Linked DNA regions of Sus scrofa: region 2 is linked to region 1. Evidence: chromatin contacts called from public promoter capture Hi-C data. All regions are on one chromosome and are shown on one strand. Each heading gives the region's core, a stretch centred on a gene start, on an enhancer-like site or on the middle of the called end of the contact. The rest is flanking DNA. Distances are from core to core; before and after follow the strand shown.

Evidence for each region. Promoter capture Hi-C pulls out the DNA fragments that hold promoters and counts their contacts.
Region 2: a promoter capture Hi-C map of fetal liver shows a contact between it and region 1, with 2.5 times the contacts expected there. The contact joins the promoter of PTS here to the promoter of HSPB2 in region 1. A contact is called at or near these places in 1 of 5 promoter capture datasets (fetal liver) and 1 of 2 datasets of contacts at active chromatin or transcription factors (skeletal muscle).

Annotation. Positions count from the first base shown.
Region 1 is chr9:39,636,832-39,642,228 of Sscrofa11.1, reverse strand. It overlaps HSPB2 (heat shock protein beta-2), which reads right to left and starts at 2,112. Exons shown (of 3, transcript XM_003129868.4): 1 at 1,042-2,112. C9H11orf1 (UPF0686 protein C11orf1 homolog) reads right to left here. Exons shown (of 4, transcript XM_021062776.1): 4 at 460-1,202. The coding sequence ends at 1,156. It overlaps CRYAB (alpha-crystallin B chain), which reads left to right. Exons shown (of 5, transcript XM_021062778.1): 2 at 227-241; 3 at 332-625; 4 at 1,712-1,834; 5 at 3,381-3,724. The coding sequence starts at 425. The coding sequence ends at 3,584.
Region 2 is chr9:39,917,914-39,923,310 of Sscrofa11.1, reverse strand. It overlaps PTS (6-pyruvoyl tetrahydrobiopterin synthase), which reads right to left and starts at 3,154. Exons shown (of 6, transcript XM_005667339.3): 1 at 2,876-3,154; 2 at 927-1,006. The coding sequence starts at 2,961.

The DNA.
Region 1 (5,397 bases), core at 863-3,362:
AGTTCCTGCCCAGGCCCAAGATAGTTGTTGGCCCCATTCCCTTGGCATGCTGGACTGGAGAGGAGGAGGGGCCCGCTGCCCGCCTGCTTGGGATTCCTGACTGGGTCCCAACTCCAGGGAAGGGGATGGGGGAAGGGTGCCATTGGGTGTGGACAGAAAGCTAGTGAAACAAGACCAGGACAAGCCACTGGCCAGCTCAGACGTGTCTGTATTTCTCTTTTCTTAGCTCAGTGAGTACTGGGTATGTGTCACACTGCCAAATCCCCGATCACAAGTCTCCATGAACGGGTGGTGAGCTGGGATAATAAAACCCCTGACATCACCATTCCAGAAGCTTCACAAGACTGCGTATATAAGGGGCTGGCTGGAGCTGCAGCTGAAGGAGCTGACCGGCCAGCTGACCCTCTACATCCACCCAGCCGCCATGGACATTGCCATCCACCACCCCTGGATCCGCCGCCCCTTCTTTCCTTTCCACTCTCCCAGCCGCCTCTTTGACCAGTTCTTTGGAGAACACCTGTTGGAGTCTGATCTCTTCCCAGCTTCTACTTCCCTGAGCCCCTTCTACTTTCGGCCGCCCTCGTTCCTGCGGGCACCCAGCTGGATTGACACTGGGCTCTCAGAGGTAAGTATCCCCTCTGCCCCGACAGGAGAGTGCATTCTGGAGCCTCCTGGAAGCGTCCCCATCCACTTTCCTCTTCCTCCCAGCCTAAATGTGGCTGTGTCTAAGGGTCTCAAGGGTTTTAGGCACTTGTGTGTCCTGCAGTGGAGAAAGATGGGGTTCCTAGTTCCTCCCCTCCCCCCCACGCAGGCACCTGTTTGGATTTGACGCCCCTGTGTATTCCACTTCTTATATTTTCCCCGTGTGCTACAAAGGTCATTCTCTATCCTCTTCTTCTAAGTAGGGTGTCCCTTTCCAGTTTGGTTCATAATGATCTACAGTGCAAGGGCTGCCTTCAGACTCCTGCTCACCTCTTCTAACACCTCACACTCCTCACAAATACTATCATTTCAAGTTTCAGAGCCAGGAGACAGTCCTACCTCATCCCTGCTGCGTGCAGCTGGAGACAGCAACCACTATTGTCTTCCACTCCCTCTTCTGTGATTTTCCAGGTTTCTCAAGGCTGTGACAGGGCACTGGCCTGGGTCCGAGGCTCACGAGGAAAGAATATAGGTCCAGTTTTCTGACCCCCCAACTTGTCCTAGGAGTGTGGGAAAATGAGGGGAACAGATAAGGTTGACAGAAGCTGTCACAGATAACACTCTGGTTTAAAATTTTTCAAGTGTAAATAAACAGGAGCTGAGTGGACAAGGGCTTTGGAAGGACAATCAGAGCCAGCAGAACATTCCAGATTGAGTGGGTGGGAAACTTGGCAGAGACCTGAGCAAGAAGAAGCAGCCTTTGTACCACAGACAAATGACAAGGCCAGGCATTGGGTCAGAGAAGCAGCAGAAGCCATGCCCAGACCCATCCTTGCGATTTATCCCCTGAGTGGCCTTTTTCCCTGTAAATAAAGTTTGGGCCTGATGACCAAGTGGTGTGCCCCCTGAACCAGAGAACCATGTTTATTCAAAAAAGGATTTTTAGCTTAAAAGGGGAGGACCAACTACCCGAGCAGAAAGCAAGTCTGCAGAATGATGAGGCTGTATTAGTGTAATCCCCATTCTTACCACTTTTTCTGCTACCCCTGCCCCACCTTGCTGTTTTTAGATGCGTCTGGAGAAGGACAGATTCTCTGTCAACCTGGATGTGAAGCACTTCTCCCCCGAGGAACTCAAGGTCAAGGTGTTGGGAGATGTGATTGAGGTGCACGGCAAACATGAAGAGCGCCAGGTATGTAGCTGGCTTTCTTTTCTGCTCATTCACCCAAGGTGTACATTGTACCAGATGCTGCCATGAGCCTCTGAAGCTGGCAACATTTCAGTCCTAAGCCATAGAGTCTAGAACAGGGATAGATCTGTTGTTATTGTTATTTTGGCTAGAGAAGTGATCTTTGTTTTGACTTGACTGCCTTAGATAGGATAGATGGAAGGTTAACTTCTCATTTAAGTCAGTGGCTCTCAACCTGGCCATGTTAGAATTACCAGCGGAACTAAAAAAAAAAAAAAAAAAAAAATCCCAATCCTCAGGCATATCCCAGGTCAGTTACATCAGACATTTTAGGGATGGACTCGGGCATCAGATTTTTTTTTTTTTTTTTTGGTCTTTTTAGGGCCTCACCTATAGCATGTGGACGTGCCCAGGTTAGGGGTCAAGGCTGAATTAGAGCTGCAGCCCCTGGCCCACGTCACAGCCACAGCAAGCCAGATCCAAGCCATGTCTGCGATTTACACCACAGCTCACCACAGTGCCGTATCCTTAACCCACTGAGTGAGGCCAGGGATAGAATCGCATGTTCATGCATACTAGTCGGGTGGTTACCGCTGAGCCACAATGGGAACTTCCAGGCATCAGATTTTAAAAGCTCCCTAGGGAATTCTAACATACCAACAGTCAAGGTTAAAGACCACTGATTTAGGAATAGTGATTGTCAGAGATCTGATTGCTTTATATAATTACCTTAACTGCTTACATCTGGAAGGCCCTGGCATTTGGGACTTTTAGATGTTCAGGAATTCATTTCTCTTTAGCTCATCTTAATGTGAACTACTTGGTTTGCCTAGATTTCAGAGCTATACTCAGCTCCTAATACATGAGACCTATGTGGAAATCAGTTAATTGAGAGCCTGTCTGGATAAATGCTTGAGATACAGCAGGGATTAGATTAACAGTTAACTAACCTGTAGCAGAATTATAAAGACTGGAATAGTTTCTCATTACTCTCTGGGAGAGTTTTTCAATGAGTTTGCTTCTTACCAATTAGTTATAACTCAGAAACTCGTACATCAAATAATATAGTTTGAGGTCCTCAGGCTCTTTCAGTTTTGCTTATATCATTTAACATAGCCTCCCCAAGATGGAGTTTTTTCATTATTATTTTTATTAGTCCTATTGGTCTGGAACGTTCTGGAACATTCCTGAAGAGTGAGGACAATTGCTGGGCTTCCGGGGACTCAAATCATCAAAGCCAGATGATAGTCTAAATCCTGTAAACCCAGCAAACATTGATCTAAACCTTTGAGGTATACCCCTGACCATAACTGCACTTCAGGGCTTGAAGAGCTAGGAAGTCCTGGCTGTTCAGACTTTTCAGACTCCCACTGGTAGGAGTGGTCACCTAGGCAATTTCATCCTAGCCCCAAACAGGAAAGCTATGTAGCCTTCTCTCCTGTTGCCACACATTTGGTCACACCCAGAGAGAAGCAGGATGTCTTGAGTTCCAGGCAAGCAACACTATTTCCTGTTCTTATCTACCTCTTTCCTTATGCTCTTGCATTAGGATGAACATGGTTTCATCTCCCGGGAGTTCCACAGGAAATACCGGATCCCAGCTGATGTGGACCCTCTCACCATTACTTCATCCCTGTCATCTGATGGGGTCCTCACTGTGAATGGACCAAGGAGACAGGCCTCTGGCCCCGAGCGCACCATTCCCATCACCCGTGAAGAGAAGCCTGCTGTCACTGCAGCCCCCAAGAAGTAGATGCCCTTCCTCTAACTGCATTTTTTAAAACAAGAAACCTTCCTCATCAGTGAATGAAAATCTTGTGACTAGTGCTGAAGCTTATTAATGCTAAGGGCAGGCCCAAATTATTAAGCTAATAAATATCATTCAGCAACAGATAACTGTCCTCTGTTTGAATCTTCTGTATTAATCATCACCATGTGATTTAGGGGGCTCCAGGGATATGAGGGTCAGAATAACTGTATCCAACACTTACTGATGGTATAAATTCAGCAAGTCACTTAAACTTTATGGTCTTCCATTTATAACATGGGGTACTGATTTGTACACTTGTTGTAAGGCATGGATTAAGGAGGAAAAGAAAGTAAAATGCCCTTAGCAGAGTTCAAGGAATATCAGTTCCTCTCACTCCTTCCTCTTTGATTTTGGCCCTCAGTTCCAATAACAAATCTAAACGAAGTCTGGATGACAATACATAAGAGCCCTTAGTGCATCTCTGAAATTAATCATGTCACCTGGGAGGAGATATTGCCCTCAATTTTGACATTTTCCTACCAATGAGCATTGCCTTCAGCTGATTCACAAGGACGGTAAATAGGACAGGTGATTATCACCAAACAGGTCTCTCAGGTGTAGTTTCTAAATGAGCCAGTAAATACCTATTAAAACTAAAACTGGGAAAGATACAATTTACTGACCCACTATTTAAAAAGGTTAAGTTTTAGGGAGTTCCCTTCCTGGTGCAGCAGAAATGAATCTGACGAGGAACCATGAGGTTTTGGGTTCGATTCCTGGCCTCACTCAGTGGGTTAAGGATCTGGTGTTGCCATGAGCTGTGGTGCAGGTTGAAGGCACACCTCAGATCTGGCATTGCTGTGGCTATGGCGTAGGCCAGCATCTGTAGCTTCAATTCCACCCCTAGCCTGAGAACCTCCATATTCCAGGGTGTGGCCCTAAAAAGCAAAAATAAATAAAAAGGTTAAGTTTTAGGAGTTCCTGTCATGGCTCAGCAGAAACGAATCTTATTAGCATCCATGAAGACACAGATTGGATCAATCCCTGGCCTTGCTCAGTGGGTTAAGGATCTGGCATTGCCGTGAGCTGTGGTGTAGGTTGCAGACGCGGCTCAGATCTGGTGTCGTTGTGGCTATGCCATAAAGGCCGGCAGCTGCAGTTCCAGATTCCACCCCCAGCCTGGGAACTTCCACATGCCCTAAAAAGACTAAAAAAACAAAACAAAACAAAAAATGACACAAGAAATAATTGCCAAACTTTTCATGATGCAGGGGTGTGAAGCTAGGACAACATACATTGCAAATCTATACAGGTTCAAAATGTTTTCTCTTAAAAAAATCAACTTCCTAATAGTCTGAAATGCTGTGATCTAGCCAGAAGTCAGATTTCCCTAAACATAGAGCCAATTTTTATGTGTAGCAGATAATGCTGGCTGCTCAAGTAACCTATTTTCCAACTTTAGTTTTGCCAAGAGCACCACAGGCAGGTTTAGGTGTCTACCATATTCTTCCCAGCCATGTGCTTTAGGAAAGTGAACCCAAGCTCCAATCACAGTTCGCCCAAATCAATCATGGAGATTCCCGTCCTTCTGTAGGAATTAGTCTTGAAAGGGCTACCACCCAATTATGGTCAATGAGACAGAAGGGAAGTTTGCCTCTAGATGCTTATAGAAAAGTTTTTTCCTTTTAAAATGAGAGAGAGAGGGAGGAAAGGAAGAAGGAGAGGGAAGAGAAAGAGATTGATTTTTTTTCTTCCTTTGGATGTTGTAGGATGAGAATGGGATGCTTCAATTGGTAACAATCCTGAAACCACAAGA
Region 2 (5,397 bases), core at 1,905-4,404, 280 kb before region 1:
CCTGACCAGTATCCATGATGATTCGGGTTTGATTCCTGGCCTTGCTCAATGGATTAAGGATCTGGCATTGCCATGAGCTGCAGTGTAGGTCACAGATGCGGCTCAGATCGGCACTGCTGTGGTGTAGGCTGGCAGGTGCCGCTCCAATTTGACCCCTAGCCTGGGAATTTCCATATAGCACAGGTGTGGCCCTAAAAAGCAAAAGGAAGGAAGGAAGGAGGGAGGGAGGACAGTCTTGACAATCAGAGTCCTTCACATTTTTTTTCAGCTCAATACAAACCATCAGGTATTAAGTGGTAAGTGAGCAAACTAAGAATGAGAGATATAAGTAAGAGGCAGTAACTAAACTAGAAATCCCAATCTAGCATCTTTTCTGGTCTTTTTACTCCATCATACATACGCTATGATACTTTATAGTTAATACAGCTGGTTTTTGAGACATCATCTGTATCTCAAATAATAAGTGTCTTGTCCTTGCAAAAATTAATTACTTTCTTGGAAAAATAATCTCTGCTGGCAAAGTTTTAGACCCTAACCCATTTTTCTAGCATACGGCATGTCCTGGGCCAATATTCCCCTTCTTCAGTCATTATTTACTCAAAGAATAAAATCTAATCTTAACACTGGCTCAGTAATACCCAATTAGAAGGAAATACAGTGCTAAAAGAATGTCATGTACTCTACGGCCAAGGAAAAAATTATTTAAACCATTCATTGTTTTGAACTACCTATAACAGCAGGCAGTTGCAAAGTAAAACTCAAGATATACCTAACCAAGGCAACAGATCTTTTCATTTTGTTCTTCCATTTCCTTACTCATTCAAGGCTCAAAGTGTTCATGGTTTGTCTCTAAGGTTTCTTAGTAAGACTACATTTGCTAAACACTCTTTCATCATTGTTGAAAATTTCACCCGTTTTTCTCTCACCTTTATAATTGTGCCCATGGCCATTTGGATTGTTGCATTTCCCAAAGAGTTTCAAGTTTTCTTCATTACTGAGAGATTTGCTAATTTAAAAAAAAAAAAAGTCAACATGACACATTTCAGACACCTTCTCTGTTCTCTACACTTATCGTCTGCTCTAGCCTTTGAAAATTTTCACAATTTATTATTCTTTAGCTCACCAAATGGAGAGTTACAATTTGACTTGATTACTTAATTTTATGTCAGGAACCAGAGTATGTCCCCTAATTAGACTACTATACCATACAAATTAGCAAAAATAAATTCAACATCCTTGATCCACAGCAAGATTTCAATAACTAATCTGCTCAAGGCCCTTGCATTTTTCGACTCAACATTTACTATATTACTAGGCACCGACTGAATGAAGCAAAAGCACATGGTAATTATTTAAAAAAAAAAAAAAAAAGTTTGTTTTCAACTGGCTTAAAATCTCATTCCTCCCAAAAAACAATCTCTGACCTTTCCTTTAAAACGTTTTTATTATCCCTCAACTATTGCCTAATATTGATAACTTCACCTGTACATTGAGGAGTATTCGAGTTAGGTGAAACTTTAAAATTACAATACTCATGGAGGAGTTCCCATCGTGGCTCAGGGAAATGAATCTGACTAGCATCCATGAGGACACAGGTTCAATCCCTGGCCTAGGGCTCAGTGGGTTAAGGATGTGGCAGTGCCATGAGCTGTGCTGTAGGTTGAGATGCGGCTCAGATCTGGCATTGCTGTGGCTGTGGTGTAGGCCAGCAGCTACGGCTCTGATTTGACCCCTAGGCCTGGGAACCTCCAAATGCCACAGGTGTGGCCCTAAAGACAAAAATAATAATAATAAAAATAAAATAAAATTACGATACTCAGCGTATGTTCTAAACAGAGAACAATTTTCTCAACGGATTTTTATATTTATACCTGTCCAATCAACAGTGCATCTGCAAGGAGGCTCTACAACCCTCACATGTTTGAGCTTCCTATTAAATAACCCCTTTCTCTGTGAGACACTATTACTTTCCTCATTCTCTCCTGCTCACCCACTTCTTACATTCCACGTGCCACAATTCACAAAGCTTCTGCACAAAATTACCTCACTCTACCCTCCAAAAAATTGGCCAGTTTGTACATTCCAGAAGTAAGGCTAAGACAGGTCTTGATCACTGCTGCATGCCTGTTACCTAGCCCAAGACCTGACAAAAAATACCTGTCCTGTGAATGAATGCATCAATCCTCTTAGGTAGAAATTATTATCCTGGTTTCACAGAGGAGGAAACAGATGCTCAGAGAGTGGAGCCTTCTACTAAGTGGCAAATATCCCCTCAAAATCAACTCTTCAATTCGACCCAGCAGTCTGAGTACTCTGGGTTCAATCCCAACTGTGCTGCTTGCCAATGCTCCTGACATAACAGCAGCTAACATGAACTGAGTGTTTACGATGTGCCGGGTACCGCGTAACGTGGGCGAGCTCAACTCCTTTGAAGGTCACAGCGACCCTCTAAGCTAAATTAGAGCAATCCGAGGGACCAAGAAGTACGTTCAGGTCGCAGAGCCAGCGAGAGGACCCTCCGGGCTGCGTACCCTGGGCCGTCGCCCTCCGCAGTCACTGCACAGCCCCTCTGGAGCCTGGTCAACTCGCTATCACGGCTCTTAGGTGGTCGACGAGGCCCGGCGGCCCTAAGAAGGCACCCAGCGCCCCCGCCCCGCCGCGCGCCCCCGCCCCGCCGCGCGCCCCCGCCCCGCCGCGCGCCCCCGCCCCCGCCGCGCGCCCCCCCGCCCCGCCGCCGCGCGCCCCCGCCCCGCCGCGCGCCCCGCCTATTCAACGTAGGGTACCCCGGCCGACCCCCGACGTCCGGGCGCCAGGCCCTCCTAGGCCCAGGCCTCGAAGGCCCCGCCCTCGCTACTCTCACCGTGGGCACACCCACCTGTGGAGCCGATGGGACGCGCTGAAGGACGCGAGGCGGGACACTCGCGCCCGCCGGTGGGGGCCTGAGTCAGCGTCGCTCCTCATTCCGCCCGCGAGGCAAGGCCGAGCCTCCTGCCCCGGGGCCGCCGCCTGCCTGGGGGAATGGGCGGGGCCTCCCTCCGCGGCTGCGCAGTGCGGCAGGCGCCCCGGAAGCGCCCTGCGGCTGAGCTCCCTCTGCCGGCTTGGAGGCCGCACCGGGCTTTCCGTTATCTCGGGAGAGCAAGAGCTCACAGAGCTGGGCGTGCCTTAGAGTAGATGGGGTCTGGTGGCCTTCATTTTTCTGTCCGCTAAACCTGAGGCCACGTCGTGCAGTTAGGGTGCGCGTGGGCCTACTTTGAATCAGGGAGGGACTTCATTGAGCCGCCCTTCCCACTCGCTTCTGGAAAGCCCAGGGTTACGGTGTAAACCTCCAGTGGCAGGATGAGATGAGTCCCAGGACCAGTCTACTTATAGCTTAAAAGGCGGAGAAATTTGAGGGCACGTGTAGGACCACGTGGTCTTCAGAACCGATATTACCTTTGGACTGTTTGGAACAAAGGGGAGTTCTCAAGCTGTCCTTATCGTCCACATTCCTGCATGGACCCATTTATCACTTGGTTGCCACAGTGTAAGCACATGCACCCATGAACATACACACATTAGCAATTTTCTGTTCACCGCAGACACCTCGGAGTGATAGGATCTTGTTTCCTCACATCTACTCCTAAGGAGTGATCAAACTACTTAGAGTTGCCAGCATGCACCATGTCATCTCTTGCCTCCCTTCATCCTTTCATTAGTTACCGAGTGTGTACTATGTTGCTGGCATGTTCCAGGCACTGGAAATAGATAAAATCATGGGCATGGCAGAAATATAAGCCCCAATGATTTCTCTCAAATGTCTCCTGTCTCCAGCTATATATGTTGTTCATTCTGCATTATCGTTATTATTAATATGTTATGTAGCAAATATTCCTCACACATTTTCAAGTTTTTTCTCCTCTCCTCCACTGGACTGTAAAAGAACTTTGAATAATTATAAACCAGAGTTTTGTTTTGTTTTGTTTTTTGTCTTTTGTCCTTTTTTTAGGGCCGCACCTGCGGCACATGGAGGTTCCCAGGCTAGGGGTCTAATCAGAGCTGTTGCCAAGGGCCTATGCCACAGCCACAGCAACACAGCATCCAAGCCATATCTATGGCCTACACCACAGTTCACGGCAATGCCAGATCCTTAACCCATTGAGGGAGGCCAGGGATCGAACCGCAACCTCATGGTTCCTAGTCAGATTCATTTCCGCTGTGCCACGATGGGAACTCCAAACCAGAGATTTTTGAGGTAGAGACCCAAAATCTAACTCAGTCCTCTCACAGATAAGAAAATACAGGCCTACTATAAATGAATTACTTACCCAAGATCACTTATAATGTAAACAGTGTTCCCCCAGGCACTGACTACATCATAGATACTCTAACGATTACACAAATGCCTCACTTGTTTCAAAAACGATTTAAAGAATCAAAATAAAATTTTAAAAGGGTATAATTTTGGAGAAATTGCTGTTTGCTTTAATAAAAATCATTGCATTTGCAGAATTTTTGCTCTATTTTATTAAAGTCGATTCTATATAAAGGCACTCACCAAATTTACCCTCAGTCACACTGCTACAGATTGAATTGTACCCCCCCCCCAGAATATGGTTTTATTTGGAAATAGTATCTTTGCAGACGTGGTTAAGACGGGTCACTAGGGAGCCCCCTAATCCCTTTCCCCTCACTTGTATACTCCCTTTCCTTGAGTCTCAGGACATTGCCCAGTGGTAAGTTGGACTCAGGGAGAGGAAGAGGCCCTGCCTAAGCTTTATGTCTCAGTCATATGCTCAATTTCCAGAACTTTCTGCTGTACCTAGACTATAAAGTATTGACCCTTTTTGTCTTCTCCTTCAAGAACCTCATAGGAGTTCCTTTCATGGCTCAGTGGTTAATGAACCTGACTAGGATCCATGAGGATTCGGGTTTGATCCGCACCTCATGGATCCTAGTTGGTTCATTCCCTGGCCTGGCTCACTGGGTTAAGGATCTGGCATTGTCGTGACTTGTGGTTTAGGTCGCAGACTCGGCTTGGATCCTGCGTTGCTGTGGCTGTGGTGTAGGCTGGCAGCTGTAGCTCCAATTCTACCCCTAGCCTGGGAACTTCCATATGCCATGAGTGCGGCCCTAAAAAGCAAAACAAACAAACAAACAAACAAACAAAACAACCTTAAAGATGGCAGGGCCAAGACAGAATTCAGACATCCCTGGGTCAAATTCTTATGTTTATACTGCTGATCTTTATATGTTTGGGCTTCATTGCCTATGTAGTAGAATGGAGTAAAGTTTTAAAAACAGAAGATGGACAAGATCAGATAGGTCTGTGTACCTCCCAAAAGTCAGATGGAGTCTCCTTCACTCTTCGGGTCCAGATAAGAAAGATCTGGATCAAACCTCCATGTCTTGTTTGAGGAA